Linked DNA regions of Mus musculus: all the other regions are linked to region 2. A link is a contact called in public HiChIP or PLAC-seq data. All regions are on one chromosome and are shown on one strand. Each heading gives the region's core, a stretch centred on a gene start, on an enhancer-like site or on the middle of the called end of the contact. The rest is flanking DNA. Distances are from core to core; before and after follow the strand shown.

Region 1 (4,516 bases), core at 910-3,409, 470 kb before region 2:
GCTACCATAGCTGGCCCTTGCCCCAAAGACCATTTTTGCCTTGACTGCATTTGTTGAAGCTCCCTCTGACCAAGTCTATTGAAAGCGCCGTTGCTATTTGAAAAGTTGGCCACCAGGTGGCGCTAGAAGATGACCAAAGAGAAGGGATTTCTTCTTCCTGGTGCCCAAACGGTAAGAGAGAGGGTGAACCTGGGAGTCCTCACTAGCCTCTGGCCACTGAGGTGGGTTGTTTGTTTGTTTAGCTTTTTAAGAATTTTATAACTACTATGGGGGGGGGAGGGGAGGAGAGGGAGAGGGAGGGGAGGAGGAGGGGGCATGGAGAACTCCTGCGGAAGACGGAGGAATTTCTAAAGTCAATTTTCCCCTCCCACCTTTGCATGGTTTGGGGGGATGGAACACGGGTCACCAGGCTTGTGGGACAAGCCCCTTTTCTTGCTGACATCCCGTCATCCTATTTGGCTTTTTATGAGTTAGTGTCTCGTGTATTGCACGCTGACCTCCTGATTTTGAATTCCTGATCCGACTGCCTCTATCTCCCAAGTTTTGGGATTACAGCTGTGCACCATAGACACCTGGTTGGCTCCACTTGTGACTTTTTGCTTTTGTTTTTGTTTTTGTTTTTGTTTTTTGAAACAGTGTTTCTCTGGGTAGTCCTAGCTGTCCTGGGACTCACTCTGTAGACCAGGCTGGCCTCCAACTCACAGAGAAGCACCTGCCTCTGCCTCTACCTCCCAAGTGTTGGGATTACAGGTGTACGCCCCCACTCGCTGTTCACTCGTGGCTTTACCAAGATGTCCACTCAGGGGTGTTTTCAATTCTGCTCCTGTGGAATCAGTGGGGTGGGCGGATGTGCTGCAGAGCCCCCTCCTCCCAAAGCACCTGCCCACACACCTACGACAGCCAGGGGGAAAGCAAATGGTGTCATCACAGCCCTTCCAGTGCCAGGGGAACCCCCAAAAAGGCCCAGGTTGGGCTCTCCATATTATCTTTTGCTCATCAATGAGATGTCTTCTCTGACGGCAGCACCCAGAGTTCACTATGACATCTCCAAAGTGAGAAATGGGTCCTCAGGAGGCTTCTGCCTGCTTTACTTTAACTGGCCAAGGACTCAGCAGGGAGGCCTGGGAGCCTCTCTATATAATGTGCAAAACAAGGCTGTGTATCTTGCCCAAACGAGCTATGTCTCTTTCACAATAAGAATTAAGGACACACACACACACACACACACACACACACACACACACACACACGCCAAAACACTGACTTGAGCTGAGCATGAACCATTGGGCAGACTTATGCCTAACACTAATACTGGGGAGGCTGAGGCAGGAGGATCCCCATGAGTTCAAGGCCACCCTGGGCTACGTGTAAGACCTATGGTAAAACTAACAAATGGCTGGAGATGCAGCTGTTGGTAGAGTGTTTGCCTAACACGCACAAAGCTCTGGGTTCAAACCCCAGTGCTGTTTACCAGGGTGTGGTGGTCCACGCCAGTGTTGCCAGCACTTGGGAGGTGGGAACGGAACGATCAGACTGTATAGTTCATCTTTGGCTACACAGTGAGATTCAGGCTAATCCTGGTTCCTTGAGACCTCGCCTCAAAAAACAAATCCCTCAGGGGCTGGCTGCCATCCGGATTGCCACATGGGCAAGAAGGGAAGAGGTTAAAGCACTTTGGAGGAACAGCCACAGACCCCAAAAGGGCACAGCCATAAAACCTGGGTCCTAGGTACTGTGGGGGCCTCTGCAGAGTATCGGAAAGAAGCAGGAAGCCGGCCTCAGGCCTGACAGTGTGTCCCCAGTGGCCCCAGGTTCCCGCAGCTGGGGTCAGGGCTGAGCCTGGTAGCCTGGAAACTGAATTTCAGAGAAAGACAAGCTTTGCTTGATCACCTGGCAAAGGATCTCTGAGTCTTGCCTAGGACCCCAGCCGGCTGCCTTCCCCATGTGGTCCTATCCTGGAGCCCCATAAGGACCCCCACCCAGGTCAGAGCATCCTGGGGGGGTCATTCCCTGAGGATTAGGGCCCACCCAGGGTGACCTTGCCAAACAGTGCTCTGGAGCTAGGCACCACCCCCCCCCCCAAGGCCACCACACACCCCTCAGCCACCACCCTTGGAGTTCCTGAGGTGACCCATTTCCCTCTCTCTTCTGCAGCTTCAAAACAAACCAAAACACAGACCAACATCCTTTGTTTGTTTGGAGGATCAGAGCCGGGGAGAGCGCTCTGTGGGTTTTCACTTGAAAACAAGGTTGTTTGAGTGGGGAGCAGAAACCCAAGGCAAAGGACAGAGTCTCTTGTGGCCACGTGCTTTCTGGATGAGTCAGGGCAGGGCGGGGGAGGGGGACACTCAGCAGCAAGGCTGTCTGCTCACCGCTTTGAGGGGCCGGAGCCATGGCCACCGCCACTCACGCTGGGTAGCGTTTCTTTGAGGATAACTAGGCCCAGGTAGGGCCAGGCTTCTCATTCAGTGGCTCCAGAATTCCTTACATGGGTGGGAATGGATTAAGTTGATGCAAGCCCCTAGTGCAAATTTATCTCCATCCCTTAGTTCACAGGCCCAGGCTAGATGTCCTGCCCCAAGGGACAGGCTTGGCCCATCTAGCACGGGCTGTCTCCAGGGTGTGCAGTCAGGTCCTGTCCAACTGACCTGTTGGATCTGAGCTTCCTGGTGAAACTGGAATCTCTGAAATGCCTGCCTTCAGGAGAGGGTACGCGGTAGAGCAGAGACTAGCATACCCTTTGGGCGCCTGTGGTCTCCACACAGAGTGTGTGGGTGTAGGAGACAGGCTGATGGGGACTGCCTCTCGGCAGCCTTCACGGGCACCTGTGAGTGGCAGTCTGAAGGGTGGTGGCCGGCAGACAGCCTATAGAGTGATATTCCAAAGCCTGAACCATTGTAGCTCCCGGCTGATTCCTGGTCTCGCCTGATAGTTTTAGATGCACCATCTTATTTGTTCTTCACAGGCAGTTATGCTAGAGTGGATGAGGCCGCCGGGGTTCAGAAAGGCAGAGCAACTACTCAAGGACACACAACAAGCCAGACTAGGAGCAGCTCAGCTTTGGACCACACCAGGGCCAGGAACTAACTCACTCAGAGCAGGATTCAATTGCCTGGTGGGAGGTGACTATAGAATGAGGACTTTCGCTGCCAACAGCTCCTCATTCTCATTCTGATGGCGCACTCATGATGGGGATGGGTAGGCTTTTGTTAAAGGCCACCATTTTTTAGTCCTTAGGAACTGAGCAAAGCAGTGGCTCCCAATCTCATCCAATCCTCCCTGCATCCCCAGAGGGAGGTATCTTCATTAGCCCATTTCAGAGATGATAATGCTGAAGCAGGGGTCTGCAAGATGGCTCAGCGGCTAAAGGCGATTGCTGCCCAGGTCTGGTGACTGAAGTTTGGTCCCCGAGATCATAAAAAGTGGAAGGAGAGAACCAACTCCACAGAGCTGTCCTCTGACCTCCGCACATGTCCCCATAGTAGGCGTGCTTCCTAACACAATAATAACGTGTAAGATAAAATAAGAAAGAAAAAGCTGAGCAGACGGTGCCTTTCTAAAGCACTGCACGGCAGGCGCTCTTCTGGATCCCACCCAGTCTCCCCTTCCCTCCTGGGGGTCTGCTCTAGGATCAACTTGAGTTGCACTTTGGAACCTAAGCTTCAAGGTCACCCCCTCTTGCTGGCGGGACATCTGCACGGGAACTCTGTTCCTTCCCACCCTTGCTCAGCTTACATGGCACAGGTGTGCGCCAACGGCCCCCACCAACGGCAGCCAACATCCGGGTGTCTGCTCCCCACCAGTGAAAGACCTGAGCCATATTTCTTGCCTGCGTCCCCAGCTGCTGGGCCCACAGGAAAGCCCCCGGGGTGTCCTTGAACTCACAAAGCTTTGCCCAGCTAGCTGCCATCTTAGCTCCTACAATGCACATCTGTCTTCCACAGACCGTAGCTCCGTGGCACATGAGGTGTGCGCGGCTGTGTACATCTCTGTGTACACATCTCTCTGTGCACCTGTATGTGAAGCTATATGTGTATATGTGATCTGTGCAGGTTGTGTGTGCACCTCGTTACCCGTGTGTGTTTTCACTGTATGCACGCCATGTGTGAGCTCTGCTGGTCTGTGTGTTTGTAGAAGTAACTGGTACCCACACTGTGCACCCATCACTGGCCCTTCTGTCCACCCAGTCAACACTGCCTCCCGGTGTCATTTTGAGGGTTAGCACACAGAAGAGACCAGCCCCACACATGGCTGACTCCTTGTAAGCTCATCTTCCTTGGAGACACCCTCAGCCTACTCTAGACAGATGGCAGGGCCCAGACTGAAGCATTTGGTGAATGAACTGCTGCTAGGACCAAAGGGTCCAGCAACTCCCAACAGAATGAACTCTGCACAGCCCTGTGCCTTGACGTCTTCAGTCAGATCATGGGCTGAACTTCCACGAAGCCCACAATGAATAAAGTTACAGGTTCCAACCAGCAAAATGGCACATCACATAAAGGCACGTGCCACGGAG
Region 2 (4,468 bases), core at 1,771-4,270:
AATGAGTCTTTGGGCCCCTGGGGCATCTGGTGATGAGCACACCTCACTCTCTTCTGCCCCAAGGATGCAGGAGTAGCTAGGGCCTCCATCCACCCAGAGGTCAAACTCCATAGCACCACACAGGAGGGCTGAGGGTAAGTGGTCACATGGTGCCTGCAGCCAGGTCTGTCCTGTATGCTTCCCTTCCCAGTTGTCCTCCAGGTCCAGCTCAGAACTCCACCTCTCAGCAAGAAAAGGCGGAACAGTACTGGCTGGTTGAAGGCCCTGTGGGTGCTACAGAGTTACAGTTTGAGCCTCTCCCTGATTGCCATGAGTGCCAGCCTGGCATGGGGCCCCAGGAGCTGCAACTTCCCTAGTCCAAAGGCCACTAACAGCCAGAGGCTGGGCGTATGCCTAGGGCTATGTGCTAGCCAGGATGAGGAAAGAGGCCGGAGGGAGGGAGAGCCCTAAAGCTTCAGGCATACACGAGGAGGCCTGAGACCTCTTCAGCTGCCAGCCAGGGCTGCCTGGTTTCCCTCACCTCAAAGGCTGCTGATGTGGGTAAGCCCCACAGAAGAGCCCATTCCCAGCTCCAGCGACCGTTCTCCTTTAGGCCTAGGACCTGCTCCCAACAGCCTGACAGGCTCCTGAAGGGGAAATACCCAGCTATTCCCGGGGCCTAAGCCTTCTCGGGGTGACATTGACAGGCAGGTAAGGGACACGGTTGGGCCAAGGGTCTTTCAGCCGGCCTGTAATCCACCATAGTCCTGGTCTAGGTAGGGCCGAGGGGAACCTGTGGGTCTTTGAGTGGCTGGAGGAAGATGCTGGGAGGGACTTGGTGGGGTCCCGAAAACAAAAGCCCACCCAGCAGTCAGGAGTTGTGGCGTCCGGATAGCTTTGCTACTGTGTGCACCCTGTGGCGAAGACATCCAAGCCCAGGTGGGAAGTCTGGCAGAAAAGCGTTTAGGATCTGGGTGAGGGGCCAGATTCAAGGCTCTAAGGCCAGACTGGACATGGCACTCTATGAGACTGCAAGGAACAGTGTGAAGGACGCCCCACCTGAGCCCTGGGCAGTACATGAGGTGGGCCCTACACCAGAGGTGGCACCCACACAGTGATGTCAGTGTCTGAGGATTCCCTGAGAAGACAGGTTGCCAACTGTCTTAGGTATCGTTCTATTGCTGTGAAGGAAGAGACGCCATGATCACAGCAACTCTGATAAAGGAAATCATTTAATTGGTTCTGGCTTACAGTTCCTGAGGTTTAGTCCATTATTGTCATGGTAGGAAGCATGGCAGCCTGCAGGCAGACATAAATGGTGCTAGAGAAGGAGCTAAGAGTTCTACACCTGGATTGGCAGGCATCAGGAAGAGCAAGTGAGCCAACTAAGTCTGGCTTCTGAGACCTCACGGGCCCACCCCCTCCTGATAAACGTCCTTCAACAAAGCCACACCCACTCCAGCAAGGCCACACCTCCTAACAGCGCCACTTCCTATGGGCCTATGAGGCCATTCCTAGTTGCCAAGCCAGATATGATAATGAGTACCAGAAGGCTGAGGTCGGAGGATGGGCAGTATGAGGCCAGCCTGGGACACATCTGGCCCTGAGCTCTGTCCCTTCTGAGCCTTTGCTCACTGCTCTTGCTCAATTGTGTCCCACCCTACAAGAGGATGTACTGAAGTCCTAATCACTGGTACCTGCAAGGTGACCCTACGTGGAAGCCAATTTAATACAGTTAAATTAGATCATTAGAGTAGATGGGCCCCTATGTAGTATGACTGGCATCTTTATAAAAACAGGAAAATTGAAAGCTGAGTGTAGCGGTACAGTGCACCTGTTATGCCAGCACTCAGAAGTCTGAGGCAGGAGAATTGTAAGTTTAAAGGTAACCTGGGTTATACAGTATACATAGTAAGTTCAAGGCTAGCCTGGGTTACAAATGAAATACAGTTCACTGGGCGGGGGGTGGGGGGGGAAGAAGTTTTGGGGGAGGGGGAGGGGGAGGGGTAAGGAGGTGAAGAGAGAGAAAGGAGAGCATGAGGTGAGAGAAAGGGGAAGGAAGAGATGAGGAGGGGAGAAAGAAAGGCATGGAAAAATTGAGTATGAGGGAGGATGATTTGGGTAATACACAGAAGAAGAGGAGGGAGAAGAGGAGGAGGAGGAGGAAACAGCATGTGAAGACACAGAGACACATAAGCAGGCACAGAGGAGACAGCGTGTGGTGGTGAAGGCAGAAACCACAGAGATGTGGCCACAGGCCAGAGAATGCTTGAAGCAACCAGAAGCTGGAAGAGCCAGAAGCACCCTCCCCTGAGGAAGGCATTAGAAGGAAGAGGTCTTGTCAACACTGATTTCTGGCTTCCAGATTCCAGAGAATAAATTTCTGTGACTAACTCTTCCTTTTGTTGGTTCTTCATGGCATCTGCCTTATGAAGGTAACATACCCAAGCTGCCTCTGCCTCCCGCAGTGAACCCCTACCCTGCCCTTTGGCAGGTTCTCTTACTGACCATCCCCACCTGCCCCACACATCCTCCCCTATGCACCCCAACTCTGAGCCCCTCCTGCTCAGTAAGTCTGTAGACTTGGTGGGTATATTGGTCTCATTGAGACTGCAGGCCCTTGGAGGGCAGGCTCTGACCTGCAGTAAGATGTGTGAGTGATACTCAGCACACAGTAGGTGGATAAATACCCCCACAGTAGGTGGGTAGTGAGCCCTGTGAGTCCACTGTAAGCACCATCTACATGGGCAGAGCCTGCTCAAGCGTGGGTTAGGGACACAACAGTCTCTTCAGAGGGCTTCTGGCACCATCTACACAAGCCATCCTCAGCTCTTCCACTCCCGGGTTCCCTCCTGGACCTGTGTGACTCTGAGGAACTTGGGGAATTCCTAACCTCCCCTTTCAACTGAGCCCTTGGCTCTTGGAGTTAGCCACAACCTAACTACTCAGGTCCCTCCAACAAGGGGACTGTGTCTGTGGCTGGATGACTCATGCACACTGCTCCATCCCGCAATCTTGGGCGGGACTTGGGCTGGGGAGGATGCCAGCCAGCTCAGGCTAGGAGCTTGCATCCTGTTGCCCCAACCCAGCCCTACCAGAACAGAGTGTACTCAGAGCTCCAGGACAAAAATCTGGAAACAGAGAGCCGGCTCTCATTTGGACCGAGATCTGAGTGATGAAAAGAGCAGGCAGAGGAAACAGCAAGTTCAAAGTTCCTGAGGTGGGAATGCGCTTGACACAACGGAGACCTGAGAAGAACACAGCAAAGGCCGTGTTACATCTGTCTGTGACTCCAGCCCCCAAGGATCTGGTCAGGACAGACATAGGAGGACTCACCTGGATAATCCAGAGCCATGGCCCATCACAAGCTCCTTCTTTTTTTTTTTTTTTCTTTTTTTTTTTCTTTTTTTTTTTTTTTGCCCCAAGACAGGGTTTCTCTGTGTAGCCCTGGCTGTCTTGGAACTCACTCTGTAGACCAAACTGGCCTGTGAACTCACAGAGATCCTCCTGCCTCTGCCTCCCGAGTACAAGGGTTAAAAGCCTGAGCCACTACCACTGCCCAGCCTAACTAAGCTCCTTAACTTTTTAAGAGTTATTTTTCTTTCTTATGTATGTGTATATGGGGGAGGGGATGCACAAGGGCATGGGGGGGGGGGGGTCCCTGCAGAAGTCAGAAGAGGGTGCCAGATCCCTGGGAGCTGGAATTAAAGTCAGTCATGAAACATCCAAGATGGACACTGGGAACTGAACTTGGGTCCTCTGCGAGAGGAGTAATGGTCTTAACTGCTGAGCCATCTCTAGGCCCAATGTCTGGTTTTGTTTTGTTTTGTTTTGTTTTGTTTTGTTTTGTTTTGTATTTGGGGGTTTTTGTTTGTCTGTTTGGTTGGTTTGTTTGGTTTTTCTTGAGACAGGGTTTCTCTGTATAGCCCTGGCTGTCCTGGAACTCACTCTATAGACTAGGCTGGCCTCGAACTCAGAAATCCTCCTGCCTCTGCCTCCCAAGTGCTGAGATTAAAGGCCCGTGCCACCACTGCCCGACGCCAATGTCTGTATTTTATTCATCTCTGCAGAATCTCTTTTGTCTCCTAACGGAACATCATCCCAGATTCTGGGAAGTACACTGAAGACAATGGGGTGGGTGTTGTTTCTCTCCTATGCCCTTTACATCCTCCCTACCTATTCAGATGTAACCATGATCTACCAGCTCATCACAGGCCACAGCTTAAACCTCCCTCCCCTTTGTCACATCTCCACCATCAACCACACCCTTCCATCTTTCTCTTCATCTGACACATATCTTCCAACCCTTCAGTCATCTAATAAGCAGACTTTAAAAGGTCAGTTGAGGGGCTGGAGAGACAGCTCCGTGGTTAAGAGCCCTAGCTGCTCTTGCAGAGACCCTGTTTTCCGTTCCCGGGAGCCATGTGGTGGCTCACACCCATTCATAACTCCAGTTCAAGGGATCCAATGTCATCTCCAGATCTCCTTA
Region 3 (4,275 bases), core at 1,351-3,850, 390 kb before region 2:
ACACACACACACACACACACAGAGAGAGAGAGAGAGAGAGAGAGAGAGAGAGAGAGAGAGAGAGAGAAAGAAGGCAGGAGTCACACACAAACAAACACTGTAGGCAGGAGTTGTAAGCTGAGCTGGTTTTCTGAGGCGTCTTCAGGCCAGCCGGAGCTGCACTGTACCCTGGGGCTCAGGAGGCAAAGCTGGGCTTGGGGGCTTTAGGCAGTATGAGGGGTGCAGTGCGGTGAGGTCCGAGTTGCCACCAGGCTGCTTGCTACCTGCCACTGTCTTGGAATCTGTGAGGATGAAAAAGACCTTAAAGATTGTCAGGAAGCTTCCTGTCATAAAGGGCCTTAGCAGGTGCTCCTCAAAATTAGGACAAAGCTTGGTTTAAGACTGATAGGTGGGAGCCAGGCGGTGGTGGTTCACGCCTTTAGTCCCAGCACTAGGCAGAGGCAGGCGGATTTCTGAGTTCAAGGCCAGCCTGGTCTTACAGAGTGAGTTTCAGGACAGCCAGGACTATACAGAGAGACCCTGTCTTGAAAAACAAACAAACAAAAGACTGATAGGTGGGCAGGTTGTCACTCGATCCCAGGAGTTGAGAGAGGCTGCCCAGGATCTTGGCGTGCCAGGACCAGGAAATGGTCAGCACGCCTGGAGCTTCCAGGCTCCCTTCACACCATCGTATACCTCAAAACTTAACCAGTGGGACTCCTGGACACTGTAGGTGATGCTGTCGCTAGGGAGCTGGGGGTGGTCACACAGCTCTCACCAGGTAAGGAGACAGCCAGGGTGGCTTTAAGCAGTGGTGTGATCTCTGTGTCTGCTGGAACCTGGCTAGAATGCAGCTCTCTGCTCTAAAATGGCTCAGTGCTCCAGGTGAGAGTGGTGGCTCAGCCTGGTTGAGAAGGAGATAGGAAGTGGTTAGAGTTTAGACTTTGAAGGCGGACCATTAGAATCCGCTGAGAAACTGGACATGGCGTCAATGTCAGGAACCACTTGAATGTTGTCTGCTCTGAACTGTCGTTCAATTAATGGAAGAATGGAGCTGCCGGTAACTGAGGAAGTCCACAGCACACCGCAGAGTCGAAGGCTGTGATTTGAGGAAGGATACAGCTCAGTAGTAGAACACTTATGTGAGTGTCCAGCTTGGAGACATTTTAGGCCTGGAGTTGAGTAGGTATTTGGAGAGTAGAGTTCCTGGCAAAATGTGGTGTCAGGTAAGCATTGTAATATGTAATACACACCTTTAATTCTGGCACTCAAGGGGCAGAAACAGGCAGATCTCTGTTGGAGGCTCACCTGATTTTGATCTACAGAGTGACTTTCAGGACAGCCAGGGTTACATAGAAAGCAGCAGTCTCAGAAAAAAAGAAAAGAGAGTGTGGGGTCAGGAGATAGATACTGTTCTCTTTCTTGTTCAGATTGTATTTGTAATTGTGTGTGTGTGTGTGTGTGTGTGTGTGTGTTGTGGAGGCTGTCACATTTCCTGCAGCTCTAGTTACAGGCTGACATGTGCGTATAACCAGCCTCCAGCCTGAAGATGTTACAGCTGTACCCATGTGGATGGGAGAATCGACTCCAGGACTAAAGGAAGAGTGGCCTCTAAGGCTGGAGGGAAGTGAAGCAATTGGGTATTCTGAAAGTCATGTGACGGAACCTGGTTTCAAGGAAGAGAGGAGGAATCCGTTTCTTACGAGAGCACAGGGTTGGGGACATGGTGACTGACCTTGGCATTTTGGAAGTCATTGAGGATGCTAACAGGTCTTTTTGGGGCAAGAGACAGGCTAGGCCGAGGGGAGACTGAGAGCTGAGATCTGGAGTCACTGAACGAGGCTGGACCTACTAAGGGTTCTGTGGAGGGAAGAGTCATGAGGTGGTAGGTGGGAGACAGATCACAGACAGAGAGACAACAGCCTGTTTGTGCACTAGTGGCATGTGCCTGACATGTGTCCATGCATCTCACAGTTAGTCTCTCCTCCCATAGTGGACAGACATACTATGTAGCTCTGGATGCTGCTGGCTTGGAACTATGCAGACCAAGCTGGCCTTGAATTCAGAGATGCACTTGCCTCTGCCTCCTGAGCCTGGGATTTAAGGGGAGCACCAACATGTCCAGCTTCAGACGTCAACTCTTGTTATTTAAGACGTGGTGGCCTGAGATAGCCCAAGACTTGAGGGGAAGGTGCAGCTGCCTGCTGGAGGTAGGAATGCAGGGAACGATGGTAGGCCGGGATGTCTGTGGTCTACTAGAGCTGTGCCCAGCTAGAGGCCTCATGCCCACCCAGCTCTCCCTCTGGCTTTACCCCGGAGCCGCAGTAGCCTGGATCTGTGCTAGGCCATTGCCTTCCAGAAGACACCCGCAATCTGAGGGTTGTTCCGCGAAATGCCTGCAGCCAACTCGTCTGCTTTATTTCTCCTAGGCGTCCTCTTTACTGTCTTGTTCCAAGATGTCTCATTTCTTCCCTTTTTGCCGTGGTGAGCAGTCACTCAGTCCTGTGTGCTCTCAGCCAACAGCGTTTCAACAGACAAGTTTGTCTGGGTGGAAGCTGAGCCCCTGTTGTAGATATCCACAGACCTCTGGCCTGCAAGGGCATGCACACCAGGCCTGGCAGCGACTCCTTGTGGCTGAGCTGGGAGCTCTCTCGGCCTGCTGAGTCATCTCTTGACATAGAACCATTTGACTGTGAAAAGTAAGAGTCTTGCAGTGCTAAGGAAACCAGAAGAATGATATCTGGACAGACTGTCCCTGGAGGGAGCCAGGTACCTCCTGACCTCACCCAAGTCAGGGGTCAAAGAAGGTTCCTGCTCCGAGCCACACATGCTGTGGGAGCTCAGGTGGGACAGTCTGGGAGCTGTGGAAGGAAAAGGCTGCAGACAGCCATTGGGCTTCCTAGAAAGGAGGTGAGGGAGGGCTTCCAGACAGGAGAGACACCCAGTGGGACTGCATAGTCAATCTGCAAGATTGGGAGGCAGGAAAACAGTGCCACAGGACACGAGGAGTATAGAGTGCCCTCTTCCCATAAGCTTGTGATGTTTGGCTGCTAGGATGACCACAGAGCTTCCTGAAGTTCTGCATGCCCCTACCTTTGCATCCCCCTGCCCCAGAACACTCCATGTTCACCAGACTTCTGGTCATTTTCCAGCATAACAAGCCCGGCCAGCCTCCACATGGCGTCCCCCAGCTTTCTCCACTCTACGAACATTTCAGCAGTCCACACCCCACCCCTGCACCAGCGGACATCAGCCAGAAGCAAGGTATGGGCCAAGGATGGGAGAATGCCATTGAGGTGGGAACTTAGGGTCCAAGCTCCTGGCTTCTGAAGCCACATAGGCTGGCCTGCATTTTATAACAGACAAAGCTGGGACTTTGCAAACCCAGTGCCCAAGGAAAAGGTCAGAAAGGTACCAGGTGGAGAAGGCAGAGCCAAGAGGATTGGAAGTTTGAAGCCAGCCTGGGCTACACAAGAGTTCCAGACAAGCCTGGGCTACAAAACAAGATCCTGCCCTGGAGGGTTTTTTTAAAAAGTCAGAAAGGCACAAGCCTGAGGGCAGAGGAGGAAGAACCAATCAGAACGTGAGGCTGCTGGCTCTGCACTGCTGCAGCTGTAAACCTCATGGCCTTTCCCCCTAGTGAGAAAATGGAAAGTGGTGGTGGTGATGGCTGATTCACCTCAGCCTCAGCCAAAGTCATTCTGAAATCCACCATTATCAGCTGTGGGAAACCTGCTGACTCAACCCTGGGGCTGGGTGGAACCCTGCCTCCTCAGGTCAGGTTCTTCTAGGCTAGGGGCTGCCTTCTACCCAAAGAGCCAGGCAAGAGTCCTAAGCAGAGGCTCCCGAGGCCGAACAGCAGTGCATCAGGAGCCAGTGAGGCTTGACCGCTCAGTCCTTCCTTCCGAAGCTTTGCCTCTGTCCAGGCAGTGTCCTAAGGCAAGTCACTCAGCACCTCTGTCCTTGCTTTCTTTGTTTGTCAGAAGGGCATTGTTTCTACCCTAGGGTGGTTCTAAACAAACCAGCTGATATCTGGGCCTCTAGTAAAAGGAAGCGGGGGACATTAGAGGCCTCTATAGAAGGTGCAGATAGTCACTATTCCAACCTCCCACCCAGGTCAGGGTAACGTGCTTACTTTGCCCCTTTCCACTACAGGAGTTCACAGGCCGCTGCAGACCCCCGATCTCTCTGGATTTTATTCTCTGACCTCAGGCAGCATGGGACAGCTCCCCCATACTGTGAGCTGGTAAGTGTGGGCCCAGAGAAAAAGGGGCACTGTACCTGCCCTTCCGTGCT

Evidence for each region. HiChIP or PLAC-seq counts read pairs in DNA pulled down with a chosen protein or histone mark.
Region 1: a contact with region 2 is called in an HNF4G HiChIP or PLAC-seq map of pancreatic cancer cells. The contact joins two enhancer-like sites. A contact is called at or near these places in 1 of 15 datasets of contacts at CTCF or cohesin (the NIH/3T3 cell line), 1 of 484 Hi-C or Micro-C datasets (Sertoli cells) and 3 of 115 datasets of contacts at active chromatin or transcription factors (embryonic stem cells and pancreatic cancer cells).
Region 3: a contact with region 2 is called in an HNF4G HiChIP or PLAC-seq map of pancreatic cancer cells. The contact joins two enhancer-like sites. A contact is called at or near these places in 1 of 115 datasets of contacts at active chromatin or transcription factors (pancreatic cancer cells) and 1 of 9 other capture datasets (pancreatic islet).

Annotation. Positions count from the first base shown.
Region 1 is chr11:52,338,959-52,343,474 of GRCm38.p6, reverse strand. No RefSeq gene overlaps it. Among named protein-coding and RNA genes, the nearest start is that of Gm51894, 17 kb to the left of the region's middle. Within about 2 kb of position 2,159, at least 73 of the 459 cell types and tissues checked have an H3K27ac peak or open chromatin away from gene starts, as enhancers often do. A contact at or near this core is called in pancreatic cancer cells, where this site is marked.
Region 2 is chr11:51,872,998-51,877,465 of GRCm38.p6, reverse strand. No RefSeq gene overlaps it. Among named protein-coding and RNA genes, the nearest start is that of Gm39820, 5.4 kb to the right of the region's middle. Within about 2 kb of position 3,020, at least 205 of the 459 cell types and tissues checked have an H3K27ac peak or open chromatin away from gene starts, as enhancers often do. A contact at or near this core is called in pancreatic cancer cells, where this site is marked.
Region 3 is chr11:52,260,481-52,264,755 of GRCm38.p6, reverse strand. Tcf7 (transcription factor 7, T cell specific) reads left to right here. Exons shown (of 11, transcript NM_001313981.1): 4 at 3,132-3,243; 5 at 4,135-4,225. Among named protein-coding and RNA genes, the nearest start is that of Tcf7, 20 kb to the left of the region's middle. Within about 2 kb of position 2,600, at least 60 of the 459 cell types and tissues checked have an H3K27ac peak or open chromatin away from gene starts, as enhancers often do. A contact at or near this core is called in pancreatic cancer cells, where this site is marked.